2 separate regions of the Danio rerio genome follow, and region 2 is linked to region 1. The links are chromatin contacts, called in public Hi-C maps. All regions are on one chromosome and are shown on one strand. The core of a region is the stretch at or near the end of the contact, and the rest is flanking DNA. Distances in the headings are between cores, read along the strand shown.

Region 1 (7,398 bases), core at 780-3,279:
GGGTTTGTCCTGTGCCCACTGTGCATTTACACACTTGCTAGAGCAATGATGGACCTAGTGCTGAGTTTCGCATCTCTCAGAATCTTCAGTTCCACCGGTTCACTAACACTTACAGCTGTGCCTGGACTAAACTGACATTCTTTGGAGATCAGTCAAAATAACACCTTTCTTTTTCTGCTTTCAGGTTTGGCTGTGAAGGAGCTGAAGTAGATGTCTCTTGTACAAATGTTGGAATAAAATTGGATAAAATTAAGCCTTGTTGTTTGTGTTTCTATATCTAAGCTTGGTGTCTAATTTATTTTAAGACATTTGTATTATGAAATATTGATGCATTCATTGAATTAATTGGGGTGTTTACTTTTTGTTGAGATTTAAATCTGAAGAATCATGCAGTCCTGAATATTGGAGCATTGCCTGCTAAAATGGATGATTTTTCATCACAAAGAATTACATTTAATAACATGTTGATGTAGATTTATTCATTATTATTTTTAACAGGGAATTGGTGTTACGGATTTTCATGAAGGCCAATCTTGATCTAGATTTATCTACTTGGTCTCAAGCAGTAAGGCATATGAACCAAATATTGAATGACTTCTATATTTGGTACACAAACTCTTAAATGACTTTATAAACAATTTACAATTAAATGGACCTGTTTAGAAAGGTAGTGTTATTGATAGATTGCATTTTTTTTATAGTGCAAGTGTATTTATAAAGCTCCCATACTGTAAAACTCACTAATTTTGCTGTCTTTAATATATGTTCATTTTACAAATATAGCATCTTATGTTGGTTGAAATGCGACTATATGCGGAGAGTTATTTTACTTAATGGGTGCCTTCTAATAAATGGTTGATTTAAACCAGTGGTGTCCAAACTTGGTCCTAGAGGGACAGTGTCCTGGAGAGTTTAGCTTTAACCCATATCAAACACACCTGAACCAGCTAATCAAGCTTATTAGATATACTAGAAACTTCCTGGCAAGTGTGTTGGAGCTAAACTTTGCAAGACACCAGTCCTCCAGGATAGTGTTTGGACAACACCTGATTTAAACCAGGGGTCACCAATCTCGGTCCAGGAGGGCCGGTGTTCCTGCCGGGTTTAGCTCTAACTTGCCTCAACACACCTGCCTGGGTGTTTCAAGTATACATAGTAAGACCTTGATTAGCTTGTTCAGGTGTGTTTAATTAGGGTTGGAGCTAAAATCTGCAGGACACTGGCCCTCCAGGAACAAGTTTGGTGACCCCTGCTTTAAACAATGCAACTAAATGGCTTTATCTTAAACCAGGGTTGTCCAAATTCGGTCCTGGAGGGCCCGTTTCCTGGAGAGTTTATCTCCAACTTCAACACACCTGCCGGAAGGTTTCTAGTATATCAAGTAAGAGATCGATTAGCTGGTTCAGGTGATTGGGGTTAGAGCTAAATACTCCAGGACACCGGCTCTCCATGACCGAGTTTGGACACCCCTGCCACAAACTCATATTTAAAACGCATATTCCTGTGTTTGGTGTTTATTCAAATTTAAACACGTATACAATTTGTGTGTAACTATTAAAAGATTAACATTTACAAGGCTTCCTAGAAAACCTAAAACCAGTAGATGCCTGTGTTGAGTAATGCAAACTCTAAAATCTTAAACGGTAAATTAAATGATAAGTAAAAAGAGAAAGAAATTGTTTTAAACAACAGTAGTGTTAAAGGCTTTAGTTTTCTAATTTATGAAGTATAAATATGAAATTACCCCTTTACACGTGGTTTTAAATTGTATGTATTCCTGCCGTCTGCAACTACAAGAGTTACCCGATAGATGGCAATATTGTGTCATATTTTCATACGTACTACTAAACGTAGCGTATTGTTTTAAAGTTCGATCATGTTATAAACTTTTTTTTTTTTCCACCTAATTTTATTTGTAATATACCACTATAAGCGATACATACAAAAAAGTAAAAAATAAAATTTGTCCCGTCCTCATTCTCCTCTCAGGCGCGTCCCCGAGTCCCCATCCGTGCGCTCATTCAGGCTCGCTCTCGCCTGAGTACAACGCGCGCAGGAATGGCTGCGGCACGAGACTTGGATTTAATGCAATAATTCAACATTTCCCGTCAATTCCCATGGACTGCAAATTGGAGGAAGTATTCAGAGATCTTCTTAAGTCCCTTTGAGCACTTTTGTTTCAATACTCAGCTATCTTGAATGTCCAAACCCATGGCTTTTGTTTGAGAAGACAAGACACAGGAGAGTAAACGGCAAAGAAACACCCAAATTGTCGGAGCGTCTCTATCTGGGAAAGTGATTTTCTTTTAATCTGCTCGGCCGCTGAAGGATGTCGTCTGCCCGGGTCGATTATATCGCTCCTTGGTGGACTTACTGGCTGCATCAGTTTCCTCATGTGAATCTACGGTTTCAGCCGCTGGATCACACATTTAAACCGCAGGAGGAGAACTATCAGCAGGTCAGACCTTCTGCTTTTACTGTCATGCTGAGGTTTATGCTTCAGACATGGGCTTCATACATTGTCATTGAATGTCTCTTTGGCACATCTGAGTTGTATGATAATATTACAAAAATATTACATATGTACATTTATATTAAGAAGTCTTCAGAGAGTGTTTTCATTGTGTTTGACCTCTCAGTTGCCCCTCATAAAATGGTAAGGGGATGTACATTGTCTTAATATGAAGAGATAGACTCTTGTCTGGCTGTTAGGATTTGTTTATTTATATATTTCCCAAAACGTGTTAATGACTGTGTTTTAATTGACGTTAAGTCTAGCTCAAACAAATGCTCTTGTAAAAGATCTGTGTCTGTGTGAGGTACTTCTGTGATTCACCACACGACCTGAGTTTCAGTGATGGCTGTAATTTGTTTAAGGTCAGGGAACAATAGCCTATAGATATTTACCGTTCTATTATTCTCATTATTATTCTTATACATATTATTATTATTATTATTATTGCATTTATAATTTTGTTTATGGATTTTATTAAAAGTAATTAATTTATTAAAGTTTTAAAATCACAAGTGATTGTCTGTATGTGGTTTTGGTTGTAAGGCTAATGGAAACAAATAAAAAAAAAAAAAACAATTCCTGGCGGAAAATTATTATTTTGAACAATTTCTTAACAGTACAATTTTCAACAGTTAAACTTACAGGCATCACAGTATAAACACAGTGGAGATTTGCTTCATGCTACAGTATGTATTTTTATTCTTATGTTATGTTTGGAACTCAAAGTCCCTTTAAATAGCTAAAATGTAACCCAGGTGGTCATGTTTTAAAGAAAAGATTTTAAGTAGGCCTGCTTTTTGATAGTTTTTGGACAACTTTAATTATAGCAAATGACAACAACACACCCAAAAAAAAAAAAAAAGATCTTTTTTTTTTTTTTTTTTTTTTAAATCTCCCAGTTCAAGCTCATACATGGAATCAACTAAAATTGCTGCTTTATGCATTTCAGGCGAATAGTAAAGCATCAATACACACTAGTACATACTGTATGTATGCGTATTCTTTTATAAACACTGTATCAGACTCAATACAAGACAAGCCTGCAGTGCAAAAGCCACTAAAATGCTGCTGTAATGATGTAAATAGGCCCAAATGCATAAACAAATGTTTTCAGTTTTTGATGAAAATGGTGTCAGGCGAACGGTTAGAGGCCATTTATGCAGTGTAAACGTGGAATGAAATGCTCAGTTTTGCATACATCAATCCAAACTGAAGTAATGTTGTTGTCCTGAATAACACCCTTTTGAAAAATGCACAGTCTGCTTTATTATTAAACATGGTTAAATGTTTGCTTGCTAGATTTTAAATATATTTAAATATAATGATTTATTTGAAGTCCTATTCCATCCTAATGTGAAGCAAGTCTTTTTAAAGTAAAAAAATAATTTTGAACATCCAAATGAAAATTATGTGTGTTTCAATACAAGTACGCAAAGTTTGGACTTGCCAAGTTCAGACTTGGAAGAACGAACTTCCGAGGACACCAGGACACAAGTGGGACGGGTATTTTATATTGTTATTTACCTCACCATGGATTCATCGTTTTACTGCACATTAACAATAAAATGATTTAGTTGTATAAAGCACAGCCTTATAATAATTTGTATAAATCAATATGTTTGAATTAAGAAAATGAAAACGTAAATCACCATACATGTGAAGTAAAAGGTGCTATTTTACACAGACTTGAGTCTTTGATTATTTAATTTAAAATGCTACAATGCACACATTATACAAATATTAAGTACAGGATGTAACAAAAGGAAATAAAAATAACATTAAGCAATTTGGTAAACAAGGACAAACAGTGTACAATACGGTTTCATAATTAAAATGTAAAGCGTAACAAAATAACACTGCCAAAATAATACACCTAAAAACAAATAGTAGATTTAAATGACTATTATATCCATTAGATTTGCTCAAGATGGGTTAAATATTATGTTTTAACTACATTAAAGAGATGAGATCCAGCGGTACATTTGAGATAGTCTGGCTGATTAAAGCTGCTCTTGATAGGGAAGGTGATGAGGAAGCTCCCGCTGACAGGCTGGGGGTCAGAGTCTGGATAAGCTGAGGCACGTCATCATCTTTGTGAATAAACTGCCGATTCGAGTTTAAAACAATCACATTCTCGCCTGAAAAACTCGTAACTTTAATTTAAAACACAGCAAAGGCTTTTTTTTAGCTTTTTAGCTTTTGCTGGTCGGGCTGCAATGGATTCTGGGATACCTGTGCTTCGCTAGTTAGCACAAGTCACCTGTCGATGCATCCTTGACAAAAGGGCGGAGCAAGTATACATCTTAGAATTTTATCTGTTTTTGCCAAGAACTTTGAATTGGAACAGTACATCAGCGACGGTTGATGATGTTTCACGAGGACACAAGAACGCACGTACAGACAAGAATGTATATTGAGAAACAGCCTAGTACGTGTGTTTCCATCAAGTTGTAAGAGCAGCTGATTATAGTATTGGTAACCTAATAACCAATGACAAAGACTTTAGAATACACAAGACCTGTCACTCATCTTTTTGAATGGGGAAAAGTGTAACTGTCAATATGGTGAATAAAGCCCCGCCTACTAGTACAGGAGCCAATCATGGATCGCTATATGGTGAAAAAAGCCCGCCTTCTACTACAGGAGGCAATCATCGTTGTCTATAGACTGACGGGGAACTCTGGGGAAGGGGCTCGGACCAGTCGTGAGTTTCAGCAGATTTTGTGTGTGACATTTAGAAATAAAAACTAAAGGGATAGTTGTTGTTTAATCTTATTGTGTGATTCCTTAATATTGACCTTATTCTAAAATGCGGAAGTGCGCCTGTTTTCGCGATTGTCTTAGAACTTCCGATTCAGTCGCCTATGGTAGAAATGACTAGGAATAATAAACGGCAGAAAACGGTCAAACTACTTGCTCAACAAACAAATGTTTGCATGACTACACAGACCAAGTAGCATAATATAATAAGGAAATATTAAATTGCAACATCAAGCAGTGTAACGAGCAGTTGTTAACATCAAAAAATGAATGGAAGTGAATGTGACCGGAAGTCGTGAGACAAAAAGATTCAAATGGCAGCGCCCGCTCGTCTGCGGAGAATAAGGTGAATAAAAATCAATCGTAAGCTTGGCAGGCAGTTTTGGAGAATTTGATGTTTCCTCGTTCAAACAGAATGCCCGAGCATACTGCCCGAGAGGCGTTTCAAAGATGGCCGCTGAGTGAAATACTTGCCTTAAAGCTGGGGTGTCCAAACTCGGTTCTGGAGGGCTGGTGTCCTGCGGATTTTAGCTCCAACTTGCCTCAACAAACCTGCACGGATGTTTTTAGAAAGCCTAGTAAGAGCTTGAATAGCTAGCCCAGGTGTGTCTGATTGGGGTTGGAACTCAACTTTGCAGGACGCCGGCCCTCCAGGACCAATTTTGGGCATCCCTGCCTTAAAGGGCCTTTGCCAATAGTAAAGGCAAGCATAATGGAGACAGCTAAGAATGACTAAACTTGAAAAGTTGCTGTTGTCTTTGTCGATATGGCCACTATCCTCTCATTCTGGCGTAACAATTAAGGAACTTTGCTGCTGTACCATGCCTGCACCAGTCACAATAATATTACGCAGCACCTGAAAATAGACTCTAGCTAGTTAACTAGGTAACATCTTTGCATAGTACCCTAGCTAGTTAACTAAGTAACATTGCTGCGTATTGATTGCCATAGTCCGTCTTGTTTTGTGTTGCAGAGAAAAAAGATACTAAAAGCTGAAAATCACAGTCACAGATCTCATTTTGAAACAATTCTTTGACTCAAGTCTCGAAGACACCCATTTTCCACTCAATACGTTTCTGAAATCTCCTCTGCACATGTCTTACTTTGTGTTGGTGATGGTGTGTGTTTCTGCTGGCCAGTATCAGCATCCAGTTGATCAGAGATGGAGTGAGGGGGGATCGTGAGAGAGGATGGACGGGCACGGTGCTCATTTCTGTAGCTGTCTGTTTCTATTAAGGCAGATGGTGTAAATGGAAGCAGAGCGAGACCAGATGCTGTGGTGTGAGATCAGGAGCTCACGCTGGGTCTTCCGCCGTCTCCAAATCAACACTGAGGCATTTTCCGATGGCCCGAGGGATCCTCCTTCATAACCCATTTTCCCCCCAGTTTGTGAATCTAAATGCTCTGTTCCCGCTGACACTGCTCTTTGAATCCTAATATAGCTTTTCAGCAGAACAGGAAACTGCCGGGATCTTTTTCCTCTGTGGGGTTTTTATAAATGCTCGGGGAGTTTGTGCATATGAGCTCTGCAAATCTTAGAGACTGTTTTTATTGTGGTTTTTATATCAAATTGGGGATGTTTGTTATGAGCACTTTAGGTGAGATGTGTTTTCTGTGGTGATTTTTGCGGTGTTTGTTCATTTCAGCAGTTCTTGCCGACACTAAATGTGCCAAATAATTACGAGAGAGTTTAATTTAATTAGGATTGAAAAATCAGTTTGGATTCATTTCTTGCTCTGAATTTGTTATATTGCATAGTTTGCATTTAGGTTACAAGAATGTTCCCGTTGGTCACAGTTAATGCACTAATAACAGCTGTGTGTTTTTTAATATTAGTATGTTATTTTAACAATTAATCATTTAAGTTATCAGGATTTTCCAGATAATGTTTGTTTATTGTTTGCTTGCTTATCACTTTTAGTTTCTTTTTTTTTATTTGTTTTATTTCACATTTAAGTGTCAAAAAATATAGCAAATCATTATAGAAAATATTGGTCATTCGTTTGTTTGTTTGTTCTTTTGTTTGTTGGTTTGTTGAATTGTTTGTATGTTTCTTGGTTGCTTTGTTTGTTAGTTTGGTTTGTTTGTTTGTTTATTCGTTTGTTGATTCGTTCGTTTGCCAG
Region 2 (7,573 bases), core at 4,820-7,319, 130 kb after region 1:
TCTCTAATTTTTTACATTGTGCTGATGTTTAAACATGTCTCCATACACTACCTGACTAAAGTCTTGTTCAAGTTTCAGGTACAACAAATAATCACTTGACTTCTAGTTGATCATTTGGTATCACAAGTGGCTCATATGAAAGGCAAAGGCCTCTAGATTACGAATATTTGACCAAAATAAAATATAATCATGCTAGGGCTGGGCGATTTTTCAGATTTTTTTCGATTAATTCGAATTTATGTTTTGACGACGATTTAATTTTATATTAAATCGACAAATTGCGATTTTTAAAAATATATATATTTAATACATTATAATGGCACCAATGCGCTTTGGTTCACTTTCTGTATGAAGCAGGAAGCACACCAGAAGCACAGCGCCATGGATTTTAGAATTCTAAACAGGTTTCTATACACACACCGGCGCCGCCCAGCCACGATTCACGACGGAGTTCATATTTCAGCCATGCCACAGAGCGCTATCTGATTAGTTTCATGTTAAATATCATGCGAATGTGCGCGTTTGGTGTGTGATAGTTTAAACTGTCATATGCTGTAGCAGTGAAAATGAAAGTACCCGATCCATGACGTCATTTAGCGGACCTAGTTGAAAACCAGACAGATCAGGCTGCAAAATACAGGCAGCAAAAAGGCAGCAGCATTACAACCTGTCATTCAATCAGAAGAAGACAAAGTCAAAGCCGAGCTGATAACCAATCTTTCCTATGCTCAGCAAAACTTGCAAAAATACCTCTGTATTCCTGCAAGTGCAATATTTAAACAAAGATTTCTTATTCAAATCTTCAGCAACGCTATTTAACTCGTGAATTTGTTTTATATTTATTTACACCTTCACCGATTTTTGTATGACATGGCAATTAAAAATACAATGTTCCTTAACCAGATGGTTTTTCAAGTTACTTATAAAGAGAATGTTACTTCAGTCATGTTGTTGTAATGTTTTGAGAAGAATAGTAACACAATAAAAAAAATTCAAAATCGAAATCTAACGAAATCAAACTAGATCTTTTTTTTTTTTTTTTTTTTTGCCAAGTCGCCCAGCCCTAGATCATGCCTTGATTTTTAATTATTTAATTAGGACATTAAGGTCTGACTTTGCTCAGACAAAAGTCTTGTCACATAACAGAAATGATGTTCAGTATAGAAAGTCATGGTGCAGAGGAAAAAGAGTTAATATTGTGCATGACTCCCATGAGCCTCGAGGACTGCATCCATACATCTCTGCAATGACTCAAATAACTTATTAATATTAATAAAGTCATCACCCCAGCTGCCAGAAATAAACTGTAAAATTACAGATTTTTTTTTTTTACAGTGACTTGCCTTAAAAGTAAATTCCAAATCATGACAGGTTTACTCTCTCTCTTTTTGAAGTAAATTCAACTTATCACTTTAAATGCAGTGGATTTACTGAATTACTGAACATCATTTTCTTTTACCTGTATATATATTTTACATACTGTAATTAAAGACAATTCATATAAAGTTGAACCAGAAATAGATTTTTTTTTTATTTCAGACCAGCACACATACACCTAAAGGTTGTCCAATTGTCATATAAAAGGTGATGTACATAAGTGTGGGCACTGGTTAACATACTAATATTTAGTCCTACATAATGTACAGCATTGCTAGTATCAACATAGTAGGTACTTTTCTAAGCGATTATTGCTCATGGGAAGTTGTCTTGAGTTTTTCTTTAGCTACTGTGCAGTGTGAACTTCAAGAGCGTCATCACTTTTTATGATGACTTATTGTACAGATACTAATGCTGTTTATTTTTTTTTATTTAATTTTCTTGTTTTCTTTTTCAAATGTCTTTTGTGCCAAGAATAGGAGCATGACCTGTGCCTCTGAAGTGCTTTTATTTTGAAATCCCTGACTTTGCTTTATTTAGTAAGGAGCCGATGGTGTTTCTTTGATCAGCAAAGATGGAAATAAAAGCTTTTCAGTTTTTTTTTTTTTTTTTTTTTTTTTTTTTTTTTTTTTGTGACACGTAGAGGCATTTTAAAGCACAACATGATCACTTGTTGTTTAAATTCCGCATGAAACGGAAGCTGCGTCCATTTTTTTTTTCCATATTGAGACGCAGTTCCTAGAGAAAAGGATTATTAAATGAGAATACAAGGGGCGTGGCTTGTTTTTTTCAACTGCGGGCTGATTGGATGTGGTAAAGTAGTTATTACTAACAGACTTATCTTGTTCACCATTTGTGTTTGTTGTCATTGTGCTGACAGGTGGAGGGGTGTGGTTAAGTATGTTAGCCACACCCACTACCTCAGACAGACATAATCTGAGTATTTAACCGAAAACAGGAAGCACATTTTCAGATTCAGGTTACAAGGGCAAACTTTTTTCTTAATGGCATTCACAGATGAATTGTTCACCACAAAATTAACAATGTGGCTAACAAAATCAAAATGTTGATAGTTTTGATTTCATGCGTACTTTAAAGTGATCTAACAAACATCCTGAGAGATCTTCACCTTTTTTCCAGCCATAGATATATACACTAGATATTGCATATGGACTCTGAGCTTGCATCAATACGGCCGCCACATTTGTACAGTGCTCTCAGGACAAAAGTCATTCAACTGCTCTTAGTCAAGACTAAAGCTAATGTGAAGATGCTGGACTTTAGCGCTTTGTACTGGTGTAGTGACGGGCAAACAAAGAAAACAAAGCATGCGCTTCATAGATAAGATTTAATTGTTTACGTTTTTGTATGTTACGAACTTTGTGCTCAACAAGTCACGTTATTGATGATGATGATAATACAGTCACTTACTGCACTGACCATAAGGCAGGGTTTTTCAAATCTAAGACAGTGGGCCTCCCTTTTGACACAACTTATCCATTGGCGCCCCCCTCCTCCCAAACACGCACGCACACACACACACACACACACACACACACACACACACAAAATTCTGGAGGTTTTCCTGCTACCTCATCATGCTTGGTTTCAAGGTGTCGCCGAAGTTTAGCGGGTCTCATGCTGTCATTAGCCAAAATATCTTGACAAACCACGCAAAAAGGTTGTGGTTCATCAGCTGGTCCTGTCCACGTAAATCCTAAACTCAAATACTGATCATTATATCGTCGTCTTTTGGGTTTAAGCCCTGAACTTGAAGGCTTTTAATCGGGGGGTCTCAGAAACCAATCCATTGTATTAGCAGGCATATACCTGTCTTGGCGGGCTTGTCAAACAGAAGCGAATTCACAGCTATGGCCTTCTGGGTAAAAAAGGTTTTCTTATTTTTGACGTATTTTTTTTTAGCTTTGTTTATTTAAAACGTTTAATTCTAATAAAAAATACATATAATAATTAAACTTAAAAATTATATTTTTATTATATAATATTTTTTTCCCGCGCCCCCCCTGACATACTCTGGCGCCCCCCAGGGGAGGCGCGCCTCACACTTTGAAAACCCCTGCCATAAGGCATAGTAAGCACCAACTTGCACTAAATTCTAGGCTTATCCTACTCTGGTTAAATAAAATCAGCAAACAATGTAAACAAAATATAACAACAAGATGCTGATGCCAGAAACTTGTATTATTGTCGGCCAAGTGAAGTAACGGCTTGTTTGAAGTAACATAACTTAATTCTTAATAACTTATAACAGTGCCTGCGCCTCAATGTGCATACTCTCCACCCTAAATTATTTAATATTATAAATGTTATAAACCATTTAGATCTGAAAGGTGGATGTGCACATTGAAATGCAGAGATACCAATGTTCACATGAATCGTTCATAACGGAGATTCATTCACAAACGAATCGCTTCGTCCATTAGAATTGGAAGTAAAATCGGAAAAGGAGGTGTGTTTCAGGACATGGGTTAGATCACATTTAACAAGTGGGGAGGATAATACATTTCCATGCTCACAAACACACACTTTTTGTCAGGAATGCCCATGCGGTCACTTATCCGTCGATATAGAAAGTGATGCAAGGTTATAATTTTCATAATTTAAAAAATGTTTGCGTACTGACCACCAGGAAAACCCCCGAATTTAGATATATGTGTGTATATATCTCTGGCTCCAGATGGTTAGTCCTCCACCTCACCTTGGTCCGCACATATCACTTCACAGAAGCGCTACCCTGTAGTAAAATGGCAGCTCTACTGATGCATTCCTTCCATTAGAGAACAACAGCGAAGGCAACATCTAATGTAAATATCTTTGATTTCCAGCAAGCACAGGTAGCAGGTCATTTTACCTGAAACTTTCATATATAAATGACAATAAATAGCACACTGAGCCAATCTCTTCCTTTGTATTAACCCATTGTAAATAACCTATATGATAACAGACGTGGTGTTATTTGTATTTCTTTCTTTGCTCCGTTCTTGTGTGCCATTTTCAGGATGTTGTTTGATACAGATCTGCTATAGTAGGACAGATGCGTGCACAGCTTGTCCTCATTGGAGATTTGTGGTCATATAGCATTTTTTTTTTTACTGATTTTAATATTTTGGGTGCATGAATAGCACTGTGTTGCAGACACTGAGGTGGTGCTTGATTTCTGTCGAACTTAGAGGACAGAGACGTGGACATAATAAAAGCATTTTGAATTTAATTAAGTGAACGTGTCTATTTTTGAAAGTTGCAAATAGCCACATCACTTCAAGGCATATTTACACACTATATGGGGTTAGTTGTGTCACTATAATGTTACTTAAAGTTTTTTAATGAAACTGCAAATATGTAAAGCATACCGAATATCAAAAGTTTTGCTAGCTATTATGCTATTTGATTATGTTTACTATCATATATAAGCAACAATATAAATGATATTGCCAACTAAATGTTCAATTCAATTTAGCTTTAGTTGTGTAGCGCTTTTACAATGTAGATTGTGTCAAAGCAGCTTCACATAAATGGTCATAGTAACTGGATCATGGTAGTTCAGTTTTTAGTGTTTAAGTTCAGTTCAGTTTAGCTCAGTTCAGTGTGGTTTAAAATCATTACTGAGAGTCCAAACACTGAAGAGCAATCCATCGATGGGTTGCTCTACCGATCCCAAACCATGCAAGCCAGTAGCGACAGCGGCGAGGGAAGAAAAAAAACCTTGAGAGAAACCAGACTCAGTTGGCCACGACCATTTTAATTTAAATATATTTAAATGTCTATTTACTTGTTATCATTCACTTTAATTTATTCTATTAATCAATATCTTACTTGTTTATTTATTTATTTATTTTGCCTAAATGGTTTAATTTGTCAACTAAAATATTATAAATTGTGCCATTTTGGATGAACGTATTCATAATTTATTATAATTTAAGATTTTTGAAAATATAGTTTTATCTTCTCCTATTTAATAATAATAATAATAATAATAATAATAAACAATTACAACAATAATTATTATTTTAACTATTATTGTTGTTATTATTATTATTATTTTCTTTTTAGTTTCATTATTACTTATATTATTAATATTATTTTTATTTTCACTCTTGTTATTATTATATTAGTATTATTATTTTCATTATTATTATTACCATTATTATTAATATTATTATTGTTATTTTCATTATTATTTTCATTATTATTATTTTTTTGTCAACAAGATTACATTTGAGTGCCTGTGCATAATAATTACATATAATCAATTTGAAAAAAAAAACGATAGAAAGAAAAAAGGACTAAACTTATATTTTACAAGATTATTAAAATCTTGCTAAAATGTTAAATCCATAAACTGTAAATAACCTAAAACGCTAACGGTTTTAAGCTTACAGCGACATAATAATCACTGCAAAAACGCATTGTCCTTATTGAGCCCTGTAATGTGGCGCCCTCTTGTGGCAACTGGCAAGTTTGACGAAAATAAAACAGCAGAAACCTGAGGTAAAGCATCTTTTCTTGTCTTGATCCACATTTATTTATACATATAGACTCCTAGGTAGAATTTAGCCATGTTATTATTTAGTAGCAGTGATATTAGAAGCACAAGGAGAGTAAAAGAGCATAGTAAATTCTATGGTAAAAGTATGTGCGCTGCCGTGACGTCACTTTCGCCGCTGCTAGGATACAGTAAACTCCTGCTGTCCCGTGAACCAGTAAAACCAACAAAACCTGCTTTAAAAAAGACACAAATTCAGGTAAGATAAATTAAATAGCCTGTTTTTAAAGTCTTTAACACGAAACGGCTTGACATAGATTGATACGTACCGTGAAATGTAATGTGTAAGGTGTTTTTTTTTAGTTTTGTTTGGCTATTAAAAATCCTTCAAAGCTACTTTTTGACATAGCGCTTTGTTTGCAGTGTAAAATGTTTAAAAGCTATTAAAAATAATAGTTTTTTTTTTTACTTTAAGATATCTGTTTGAGGTTCGACATTCTTGCCAAAAGAAGCGGAAGTACTGTATAAAGTTATCTATTGTGTTTTTTATTTTTTTATTTTTTTTTTTTTATTAAAGCGTTCAACAAGAATACAAAAATATACAGAAAAGGTACAAAACCTTTAACAACAAGGGTAGAGAACAGAACAAAACAAAATGACAAACTAAAGAATATGCCAGGGGGAATATAAATTACAAAAAGCACTTTAAATTTAAAGCAAGGTCACAGTGATGTTTACAAGATCACATACAATACAGTCATCTATTATAAAAAAGAGAGAATATTGTAAGATTCACATAGTGTTACGGATTTTAAAGCTTTAACATTGCTGGAGGTAGAGATTGTATTTAAATAATATTTCAAATCTTTACAAAAAATAAGAAAAAGGGGCTTTACAGACAAAAATTTGCATTTATGTATAAAAAATTTTGCTAGTAAAATAAATAGATTTATTAGAAAATATATATCTTTAACTTTATCAACATGATAAAAACCAAATAAAACATCCTTGTATGACAAAGAAAAATTATATAAAAGAGATACACGTATAAATAAACTGAATTCTTTCCAAAAAATCTTAATATGGGTACATTCCCAAAAAAGATGATCTACAGATTCATCTAGAATTCTGCAAAAGGAACACAGGGGATCCTTTTCCGGAAGCATTTTTTTAATATAAACATTCACTGGATAAACTCTATGTAGCAATTTGAAGGAAACCTCTTTAACCTTATTTGTAATTAGAAATTTGTTGGGTAAAGACCACACAATCTTCCAAGGAATTCCTCATGTCATATTTCACTGGAGTAATTTATTTTATCTATTGTGTTGTTGCTATCTTTTTTCTCATCAGTGTGACGTAAACTATTTGAAAACTCTAAAACAAACCTAATCCTGACACATTGTAGTTATTCTAATCTAAGACATATGGAAGCATAACAGTACAATATTTTTTATGGTATATAATTATTGGCTAATATTTACAGAATTATGTAATTCAATTCAATAGAAACATTGGATTCGTATAATTGAGAAATGATGGCGTATTTGTGTTTTTAAAATTAATTGTAAAAAATAATTTACATAATACAATGTCCAAAACTATAATAATCACCCATTCCTTTTTTTTTTGAGTGTGATGTTATAGAAATATTTATGATATCATACATTTACTTAATATTTGTTTAAAACC

The links. Hi-C and Micro-C count contacts between places; a contact is called where the count stands out from the background.
Region 2: a contact with region 1 is called in a Hi-C map of hematopoietic stem cells, with 2.0 times the contacts expected there. The contact joins the promoter of dnai2b here to the promoter of ttyh2 in region 1. A contact is called at or near these places in 4 of 18 Hi-C or Micro-C datasets (caudal fin, embryo and hematopoietic stem cells) and 3 of 4 datasets of contacts at active chromatin or transcription factors (caudal fin, embryo and gastrula embryo).

What each region holds. Positions count from the first base shown.
Region 1 is chr12:40,526,550-40,533,947 of GRCz12tu, forward strand. It overlaps ttyh2 (tweety family member 2), which reads left to right and starts at 2,030. Exons shown (of 14, transcript NM_001327808.1): 1 at 2,030-2,458. The coding sequence starts at 2,330. It overlaps rpl38 (ribosomal protein L38), which reads left to right. Exons shown (of 5, transcript NM_001002486.2): 5 at 185-253. The coding sequence ends at 210.
Region 2 is chr12:40,652,842-40,660,414 of GRCz12tu, forward strand. It overlaps dnai2b (dynein, axonemal, intermediate chain 2b), which reads left to right and starts at 6,070. Exons shown (of 13, transcript XM_005156402.5): 1 at 6,070-6,140. ttyh2 (tweety family member 2) reads left to right here. Exons shown (of 14, transcript NM_001327808.1): 14 at 1-166.